Regions from separate parts of the Mus musculus genome. Here region 2 is linked to region 1. Evidence: chromatin contacts called from public promoter capture Hi-C data. All regions are on one chromosome and are shown on one strand. The core of a region is the stretch at or near the end of the contact, and the rest is flanking DNA. Distances in the headings are between cores, read along the strand shown.

Region 1 (5,218 bases), core at 1,962-4,461:
TCAAAGTGTCAGGTCTGTTGTCTGCTTTCCCTCAGTGTGGGGATTGCTTTTCTAGTTTGAGGAGGAGCTATGGAGGCCCTGAGCAGTAAGAGCTCACTGAAGGGGTGTGGCATATGCTGATTGTACTTGTGCAGTTGCCTTTAGCATCAGCCTGCCAGGGAGAGAAACTGAGTGCCCTGACAGCCTCTCTGGTAAGTCCTCTCCTCTGTAACATGAGCTAGATAGAGGCTTTCAGCTGCCAGAACCCAGCTCTCCCATCTCCTGTGACTCTTTGGTCAGACATTTCTTTCCAGCCTTCTCATGGGATCAGCAGATTGCTAGGGTACCACACTCAAGTGTGTCAGGCTGTTTAGCCAGGACTGGTGGTAAATTTAATCACACGTTGTGTGGGGATTTTTAAGTGGATTTATTTAGACCTTACTTTATTCTAAAGGAAGCGCAGGTAGCTAATGAAGGATTTCAGAGGCATTGCTCAGTGTCTACATTGTTAGTAAGCTTGATTTTCTTTCTCTATCACTTTGTGGTTTGGGACAGACATGTTAGGAAGAATGAGAAAGGAAACTTAAACACCAGTTTAACACTTTGGTTTTGTTTCCTCTAACGGCTTTAAGCCAAGGTTTCTTCAGAAATTCAGAGCATGAGTCCTTTCCAAACTGCAAACACTTTCAGGTAGCCAGGCTGGAGTTTGTGAGCAGCAATTTCCTGGAAGTTTTTACTTTTTTTTTTCTTAAGTTCCTTTTTGGTGGTAGCAGAGTAAGCAGGCAAGCATATTACCTCTTAATTCTCTGTTATCCTGTGACTAGATCTACCTGTTTTTTCCATTTGCACATAATCTGATCCCAGGCTCATCCCCAGAGTCTAGACAGGCAGCTCCCATTTCTTACTTTCTTCCCTAGTGTAAGCTCTGTAGAGCCCAAGGCCTCAGTACTGATACGTGCTTGTTGCTTAGACCAAATACTATTACCCTTGTTTAAAATTTACCCAATCCAAATTCTATGTTGTAGCCTATTTTTTTTCGGAGGCAGGGTAGCCTTTTTGCTGGGGATCATTCTGTGAGCCTTGGAATTTAAACAAAGGGCTGAAGAGATGGATGTGGTGGGGAGTTTCTGTGTTCTGACCTGCTTCCTGTCTAAGTGCCTTGGCAGGAAAGTCACTCTGACATGGCCTGGGCTGCCTCGTCTTCACCATCTTCAGGACCTACTATGTATGGATTTTATCCAGGATGGTGATTTGTGCTCCTTATATTTTGGATATCTTCAGACCAGTTTCCCAACTTTTTACACATCCAGGGAACTTGGTCATTTTTTTCTCACACTTTGGCACTGAGTGTGAAGGCTATAAGTCCCTAATTCCTTTTTATGGGAAGTAGAAAGAGGCCTAAAGTATATAAACATTGGCATTCTCTTGGCACATGCATGGGCTTGACTTTCCTGTCACAGTCTGTGCAGTCAGCTAAACTGGAAATAGTGGGCATACACACACCACACCCACACACAGTCCTCCTCCCTCCCTCATGCGTCAGCCCTTTCCTCTACGTGAGGGCAGAATTCCAGCTGCTACTGTGAAGCTTCTCCGCTGCCCCACTGTGTCCTGTCACATGGGCACAAAGCCATCTCAGCAGTCCTTCTCAAGGGCTCACCAGGGTACCAGGTTTGGAAGCTGAAATGCCTAAATCTAAAATCTGGCTATGACTTCTGACTTAACAGCTTCCATACACCCAAAGCCTCAGACTTCTCTCTGCTGAGCTCTGCAGAGATGCGGGAGAGTGTACAGAGAGGCCAAGAAAACAGGCTTGGACGGAAGGGCAGCTTCCTAGTGTCTCCTGACAACTTTGTTTTACTTCCTCACCTGCCCACAAGGGCCCTTAAGGTACTCCCACTTTCTGCATAATTCCTGGTGTCTGGTACGAACAAGTTAGTGAGTAACACTCAGTAAGCACAGACCTAAAAGTCCCGGTTACCTTGGGGACTCTGGAACAGTAGTGATGAAGTCTGTAGGTAGGAGGGTCTGTCTGAGGTTGAGTATATCTAGTAATCAACTGGCAGTGCCTCTGCTCCCCTCATGGGTGAAAGATCCAAGGGTGGTTGGAGCCAAGGCTTATGCAGAGGGCCAGGCACAGCAGGATGTGGGAGCCAGTGGGGGCTGTGGTACCATGGTGAGTGGACAGTAGGGATTCCCAGACATCTCTGATTCCAAAATGGTCCTGTCAGTGAGATGTGGCTTACTGTGAGTTGCTAATAATGCACGGCTCAGATCTCAGAAATAGTTTGTGCTCCGGGGCCACTGCTGACATCTAAATCAGACCCTGAAACTCCTGGTTGTCATCTTTCCTCCCCCACTCAGGCTGCTTGAGGCTCTGATTGAGGTACTTACCAAGTACTCTGTTCAGTTGGGTCCTGATGAGTCTCCCTGCCCCTCCCATGTTTCTTTTGCTTTAAAAAAATACCAAGGAATACAGATCCAGGGGTTTCCTTCCCCCTCCCATTCATTTTTAGGGTTACTCCAAAAGCCTGTGATTGATTCTTTCCTTCCTCAGGACTTAGGTTCAGTGTACAGGCCTGACTTTGGTTTCCCCGCCCATAAAGGGGCACACACACACACACACACACACACACACACACACACACAAGACAGAACTGAAACGGCGGCAGGCTGGCTCTTACCCACCTTGGGCAGCAGGTGTTTCCTCCCTATCTTCCCTTTTGAAACCGAATACTTGTTGCTTGCACACCCTCACCCCTCTCTTGCTGTTTTTTTTTTTCAACTAATAGTCTGCAACTTCCCTCGCATAGAGGAATGGTTCCCAGGTTCTTAGAATTGAGGTTGGTGAACGCTCTTCTTGCTGAGGAAACGCTTCTAACACCACCAAGTGCTGCACCCCTCAAAGTCGGTGAATCTCTAGATTCACTGGGCTGGACAAGGGACACTCTTGGGAAAAGTCTTTACTGGACAAGGCTCAGGGTGTGAGTGGGGTTGGCATCTACACAGGAGCTGCAACTGAGAGGGAAAGGGCCTCAAACAAACATCTCTGCTACCACTGCCTTTCGAAGTTGGGGGACTTGGGAAGACCCGTTGTTTAGATCTTGACCGGTGATCAGGAAGTCAGCAGTAGAGGAAGGCCCTGGAAGGAGGGGCCAGCGCGGACTCGCCCGTGGCAGGGCGGGGACCAACAGAGGGGCCTAGGGGCTGGGGAGCGCCGCCCCGCCCTCCCGGGGAAGGACCACATTGCCGGCTAGCAGGAAGGCCAACCAGACCGGACGAGGCCGCTCCAGCGCTGGGTGTTGCCGGTCCGGGGCGAGCCTGGTTCCAGGCGGGGTGAGTTGAGAGGATCCGGTGAGCTGGGCCGGGGGACGCCAGCGTCCTCAGTCCTGGGGCTTGTCCCAGGAGGACAAGGACCCCGGAGGAGAGAGGCCGCGCAGCCAGGGGAGTCGGGTCTGAGTCCCGAGTGTGCTCCAAAGCCAGGGCGGTGAGAGTGGCGGGCCCGCCCGGGGCCGCGCAGCGCGCAGTCTCCCCCACGCGGGGAAGTGGGAACTTAACGCACAGCTACAGGATTCCTGGCCTTCAGCTGCTAGAGGGAGGGTGGCTTCTCCAGGAGGAGCTGTTGTGAAACTCGGCAGGAGGGCACCTTGGGTGCGGGGCAGGGCAGGGCAGGGCAGGGGAGAGATGGGGTCGCCCTGAAGAAGTGGGAGACTGGAGTGGAAAGTGGACTTTATGCAAGCCTCACCCCAGCGTCCAGGCTTCATAAGTTACTAGGGCTGGCTTTTGCTCAGCCACAAGGAAAATTTGACTCAATGTTGAAATATGTGATTTGGCAAGAAAACTTTTTTTCCTAGCCTCCTTTCTAGTATGTTTGGAACAGGGGGCTCCCAAGAGGTGCAGAGCCCCCCCATTGTTCAAAATGTGGTTCAGAGGGACTGTGGCCCACCCATTCGAGTCTCCATGGAAGAGTGGCCTTCTGGTGAAGCTTCTTTTTCTTTAACCTTGGCTACTGTAAGGCTCTCGTGCTTGAGAATATTGCTGGCCAGCTTGATTGCCTGTCATTAGTACTATTTAGACTAGAGCGTCCTTGATTCTGGGGTCTTCCCGTTTCCAGTCACTAGTCCTTGACTTTTTAGCATGGAGATCACCAGTAATGGCAACATTACATCCCACTTCTGTTTCTCAGAAGGCTGTATTACAGTGTGTTCAAACTCCATGTCATTGCAACAGGTTAAACTCACTTTCTGCTTCGGACGTCAAGGTATTGCCATTCTAATCCAGACATCAAGGGCGGTGGAGAAGACAAAAGTCGGTTGTCTGTTTACAGAAGAGGAACTGAGGCAGTGGTTCTTCAGGTAACGGCTTCAGGGCTGTCTGTCTGGTGCCAGGCTATAGCAGCATTGTGTTTCCCTTTGACCTGTTCCCAGGTGAATAGCCTGTATCCCTCCTAGGTCTTACCCTCTATACTCTTGAATTATTTAGCATATCTACTCGGACTTCTTTTCAGTTCTTCTTCCCCTCTGAAATTATGGAGCCTGGTACATCATACAGAGTCTAACAAGAAAGTAATTCACTTAGAGAGCCGTTATCTGTGATGGACACTATGTGCTCTGTACTTGTTTAAGCTGTGCTTGCTATCATACTGGCAAAGCAGAAACAGGAGGGACAGTTCATCAACGGTTCTTCCATTTCGAGACTTAGTTGTAAGGCTAGAGTAATGGTTGCTCTACTGCTCCTGGCTGGAAGTTGACTATTTGCTGTTTGCTTGTTGCCTAAGAAACAGCCTCTGACAGAGAGGGGCAAGCATGGAATCCAGAGTGTTAGAAGCTAGATGTGCTAGTGCACGCTTGTAATATCAGAACTCTGCAGGCTGAGGCAGGAGGAGCATCAGGTGTAGTAGGCAAGCTTGCACTATGTGCACCGTCTTAGAAAGGAGCCTGCTCTTATGCGCTCCTTCAGATTAGAATGTGAGAAGGCCCCAGAGGGACTGGCAAGACTTGCCAGAGCCACCTGGCAGCTGGCAGAACCTTCAGTATGCCGAGACTCAGGTCTCACCCCACCATGGTGCAAATGTTGTTGTGCGTGGTGGTGTGGGTTCACCTGCTAGTTTCCTCAAAGGAGTCCTAAAAACACTGGAACCATGAAAGCAAGTTTTAAACTGAGTGTGCATATTACAGGCAAATCTCATAACTGATATATTAAAAACTCAGTTCAGGGTTGATGGATATTTTATTTTGTT
Region 2 (5,522 bases), core at 1,598-4,097, 1.6 Mb after region 1:
ACTCTTCTGGCCTTCACGGGCAACTGGCAACATGGTGCACAGACATACATGCAGGCAAAACATCCATACACATAAAAAAAATAATTGTTTTTCCAAAAGAATTAAAGAGGTAATTAAGCTGGGCCTGTCAATCACCTGGCCAGAGTTTGCCTCTATCCACCTTCTCACCGCCAAACTCTGGTTCACTTGAAGACAGGCTAAAGACAAGGAGGAGTGATTATCCCTTAATGAAATAATGTGCTCGGCCTTCCCAGAAGCCTTTGGGCAGTGCCACCTTGGAGCTTGCCCAACTTTCAGTTATTCCAAAAACTGTAACTTTTCTTTTTATTTATCTTTTTTTCTTTTTGGCCAAAATCCTAAACATGGTTTCCTTGGCATTCTGGGGTTTCTCACCCATTCTCAAAAGCTACTTCCCCCACCACACAACTGTCTGCTGTGGGATGTAGTACCTGTCAATAATAAATCTGACGGCTTATGGCTTAGGCAGGACATAGGAAGTGTAACATCTGGGAGGAGAGAGTTCTGGGACAGTGCCAGGTGAGAGATCCACTTGGAAAGATGTGAGGAGACAGACACATGGTACCTGAGCACAGGTAACCAGCCAGGTGGCAGAACGTAGGTTAAAATAATTGGGTTATTTTAGTTATGATCTATTCAGAGCAGAGCCTAGCTACATGGCCAAGGTATGTGTAACTATATTTTGAGTCTCAGTCTTACTTCTGAGAGCATGGGTCTGGGAGGAAGAACCAGGCCTAACATGTACAGTTTGCCCATCAGGAGCCTGCTGATCTCCGTTGCTGAACCTGCCTTTCTTGTTCCTATCTCACTCCTCCTGGCAGCTGCCAAGACTTACTGCTTGCCTGAACTGTTATTTTTCTCAGCCTCTAATAACATTTTCTTCAAGCTTCTGAGTACATGTCTAGGTTCTTTTATTAATGAAGTTAAGAACCCAAAAGAAAGGGCCAAATTTCCCTGGCAACTGAAGGCCACAGAAGATATTTTAAATTATGTTTTATGTCTGTATGGATGTGGTACCTGTTGATAATAAATAATAATAATAATAAATAAAATATAATATAATAAATAACATAAAATAAAAAATAGAAATAATTTAAAAAATAAATAATAAATAAGCCTTTGGTTTAGGCAGGAAATTAGGAAATGGGACATGAGGGAGAAGAGAGAATTCTGGGATTGAGCCAGAGGAGAGATCCAATGGTAGGGAGACCTTCACAGCTCTGTCTTTGGCTAACACAATGGGGTAGGCACTCCATCTGAAGGACTCCCTGTATAAAAAAAGAAAGCACCTGGGAGGTCTTATGAGGTGGTGGCTATCATCTGTGCTGGGCCTGGCAGAATCCTTTGATAAGTGTGAGGAGGGAGGCTTTTGTATCTTTTCTTTGCAGGTCAGCTTCAAACTGGAGTTTGCATACCCCTGTTAAATGCTAATTTTGCAAGGGAAAAAATTGGCAGGGGCAGAAAATGGAAACACATCCACATCTGAGTCAGAAAGCAATTTATGCAAAGACAAGCTTCACTTACTGTGCCTCGGGCAGCCAGCAAATCCACAGCCATTTCCCTTCTTAGTTTTTCTGCCAAAGGAGAGCCGAGTGCTGACCAAATATGCCTGGGAAGAAAAAAAAAAAAAAGGTGTAGTAAGGAATTCTGGTACAAAGGGAAGGCTTGGAGCCAGGAGGGTAAAGCCACCCACAAAGGGGTCTGGAGAAGTGGCTGTGTGATTAAAAGCACTTCCCTTGTTCGCAAAGAAGTTTGATTATCAGCACCCACATTGGGCTATCCACAGCTACTTGTAACTACAGGGGATCCAACATCCTCTCTGGCTTCCTTAGGTACTGTGTGCTCATGGGCACAGACACACAAACAGACACAAACATACACACATGAAAATAAATTAAGTTTTAAAACCCACCCATAATGGTACCAAATGACAGGAACACTGACAAAGCCAACCTGCCAAAACTACATCCCTTCTGTATATTAATCACTCTTCTTCTTTCTTACACTGATCCCTCCACACCCACCTACAGACCCTTTAGCACCTTGTACAAGATTCGTGGCAATGTCAAAAGGTTGGGCAGGACTGATTTAAAGTACAAAGGATAATGTGTCCAAGCTCTCTGCAAATGCTGTGTCTGTCTACCGCAAGAACTTAAGTGTTGGCTGTTTGGGAATTCCTGGAACCAGTCCTCTGTGCAGCAGAGGTGGGGCTGTGCTGTCGACGTGGCTGAGGTGGACAGCCAGGAGGTTCACAGCCTGCCCAAAGTGACAAGACAGCAAGCATCACAAATGGGAAGGAAATTCTGCTTTCAGTCTAAGGCTCCGATCAAGACTCAGAGAACTCTCGGGCCACAATGTGCCTTGGTTTCTTCTTCTGCACCATAGGCACAATGAAGGGCCAAGGGGCCTGTAACTTGCTATTAGATGCGCTAATTCATTAAGTTAGATTAGACTGCTAGGTATCGGCTGTTGATTTTATGATCTGCATAGCTAAGATGCTACAGAAGATGCACAGGCCTCTGGATCCGCAGTTTGGTCCCAGCCACGCTTCGTGGAGGGCCAAACCCGCAGAAAGATCCCCGAGCCTGAGGCCGCAGAGCAGTCGCCAGGCCGCGCCGGGCTCGCCGGGAAGCCCACCGCCCGCTACGCCCCGGTCGCCCCTCTTCACCCCACTCACGGACGCCGGCGCTCGCTCCCACCACTCTCAGCACGAGCAGTCTCGAGGATGTCGGCCCCAGACGCTCTCTCCTAGCACAGTCAGGATCACCTCCACCAGGAGCCCCCCAAAACGCCGCGAGCAGCCCCGCCACCGGGAGAAGCCCCAGAGAACTACTACTCCCGGCATGCCTGAGGTCTTTTCTGACTACACCTCCCAGAAGGCACCGGGGCCAGGCGCGTTCTGAAAGCTGAGTCGGGTCGTGTTGCACTGCAAATCCAGCAAGCCTGTCCCTGCTCTCTCAGTCAGTCCCTCAGACTTGTTTGCTAGGAGGGTGAAGTGATGTGACAGGACAAAAGTGGAATTTAGGGTTTAGGAGCGAGGTACCCATAGGTACCAGGCCAGCCTGACTGACTACATGTGGACAGCCAGGACTACATAGCGAGACTAAAACCAAAAAAAGTAAAACAAAACAAAACTCTAGGAGAACCCTAGCCCACATCACTAATCATTGTAGTTTATTTTTTTTACATTTTTTATTAGGTATTTAGCTCATTTACATTTCCAATGCTATACCAAAAGTCCCCCATACCCACCCACCCCCACTCCCCTACCCACCCACTCCCCCTTTTTGGCCCTGGCGTTCCCCCGTACTGGGGCATATAAAGTTTGCGTGTCCAATGGGCCTCTCTTTCCAGTGATGGCCAACTAGGCCATCTTTTGATACATATGCAGCTAGAGTCAAGAGCTCCGGGGTACTGGTTAGTTCATAATGTTGTTCCACATATAGGGTTGCAGATCCCTTTAGCTCCTTGGGTACTTTCTCTAGCTCCTCCATTGGGAGCCCTGTGATCCATCCATTATCTGACTGTGAGCATCCACTTCTGTGTTTGCTAGGCCCCGGCATAGTCTCACAAGAGACAGCTACATCTGGGTCCTTTCGATAAAATCTTGCTAGTATATGCAATGGTGTCAGCGTTTGGATGCTGATTATGGGGTGGATCCCTGGATATGGCAGTCTCTACATGGTCCATCCTTTCATCTCAGCTCCAAACTTTGTCTTTGTAACTCCTTCCATGGGTGTTTTGTTCCCAATTCTAAGGGGGGGCATAGTGTCCACGCCCCAACTGGTAAGAAGGACACATGCTCCACTATGTTCATAGCAGCCTTATTTATAATAGCCAGAAGCTGGAAAGAACCCAGATGCCCCTCAACAGAGGAATGGATACAGAAAATGTGGTACATCTACACAATGGAGTACTACTCAGCTATTAAAAAGAATGAATTTATGAAATTCCTAGCCAAATGGATGGACCTGGAGGGCATCATCCTGAGTGAGGTAACACATTCATAAAGGAACTCACACAATATGTACTCACTGATAAGTGGATATTAGCCCCAAACCTAGGATACCCAAGATATAAGATACAATTTGCTAAACACATTGTAGTTTATTTTTACTGTATACAATACACAGAAAACAATGTGACATGGGCCTTGATGTGCATCCCAGGATGGCTTCAGAAAGCAGGAGGATTAAAAAATAAAAGTAATTGATTGAATGCCTTTTGATTTTTTTTTTTTAAATCCAGCTAGCTGCTGAATCCTAAAATCAATTTCCATTTGGTTGGGACAGCAATGGACCTTCAGAGATCCTGCCTACCTCTAACCTCTAGGGTTTCGTTGTTTTGTTTTGTTTGTTTGTTTAAAAGAAAAACATAACCTTAACTCTCTCAAGTTTATATTTCTGATCTGGGAAGTCAGCCTAAAGAACAACAAAAACTCAGCAGTGAAGGTGTTTAAATAGCCCTTCATTGCTAAACCGAGGCTCTCTCAGAAGCCACAGTCTGTTGAGTGAAAAAAAAATCCCAGTTTCAGGTATGTGTTGCCTCTATCAGTATCACTGGCCATAGAGGCCCTCTTACCCTACAAAAGCAATTGTTTCTGGTTTTGTTGTTGTTTTTGTTTGTTTCCAGAACTAAATGAGAGTTCCTGTTGCTGGAGATGTCACGTTCTTTCGTTGCAGGAGCATGGAGAATTCAGGCTTGGCCTGAGCTGGAAGATATCTCCATGTGCTAGCTCATTGTCAAAGTGCTCAAAAGCAGCTGTGCAGGCTCCTGGGGTAGAGCCGATGCCAATATTCTTGTTCAGCTACGAACATAGTATGGGTACAGCCAGGATTGTCCATTTTCATTTAAAGCCTGTTTCACTGGAGAAAACTTCTATTTTCCAGGGCAAAACCTGTGGCTGGGGAGATCCTAGTCCCCAGTAAGGGAAACTACTGCTGTTATTTTGTTTAATAGGTACTACATACCTTCGAACCATTTGAGATTATGGGAATAGAAAACCGCAGCTATTAACATTGGTTGTGGGAGAAAACTTTTTTTTTAAGTGTGTATACTCTCATATGAGTTTAGATGTCCATGAAAGCCAAAAGCTTTCATGCCCTGGAGCTGAAGTTACAGCAAGTTAGAAATCACCCAACATGAGTGCTGGGAATTGAACCAGGGCCTTTCGCAAGAGTGGTACTATAACCTGACTTTTGGCTTCTTTGTGCGTTCTTTTTTTCTCTTACCTTCCCCACCCTTATCCCCTCCAAACCCCCAACACTAGGTAGGAGAGAAAGGATAGAGGGAGAGGGGGTGATGATGTCATTAGACTACTTCCTGCTGATGAGGACCTTTGAACTCCTTGGGGGCAATTTTGATCTTTGTAGTCAGGATATCGCCAACCAGAAACCAGCAATGCAAACAGCAGGAGAGGGGTGAGCTGCCACATCTCTCTCAGGGGCTCTTGTATTTATATACTCTCTTAAGAGTCCTCAGAATTCCAACCGCCATACACTTGC

Evidence for each region. Promoter capture Hi-C pulls out the DNA fragments that hold promoters and counts their contacts.
Region 2: a promoter capture Hi-C map of pre-B cells shows a contact between it and region 1, with 2.8 times the contacts expected there. The contact joins the promoter of Zfp354c here to the promoter of Mgat1 in region 1.

The regions. Positions count from the first base shown.
Region 1 is chr11:49,247,341-49,252,558 of GRCm38.p6, forward strand. It overlaps Mgat1 (mannoside acetylglucosaminyltransferase 1), which reads left to right and starts at 3,212. Exons shown (of 3, transcript NM_001110150.1): 1 at 3,212-3,315; 2 at 4,210-4,334.
Region 2 is chr11:50,824,884-50,830,405 of GRCm38.p6, forward strand. It overlaps Zfp354c (zinc finger protein 354C), which reads right to left and starts at 2,848. Exons shown (of 5, transcript NM_013922.4): 1 at 2,696-2,848; 2 at 1,543-1,627. The coding sequence starts at 1,575. It also overlaps a transcript of Zfp879 not described here.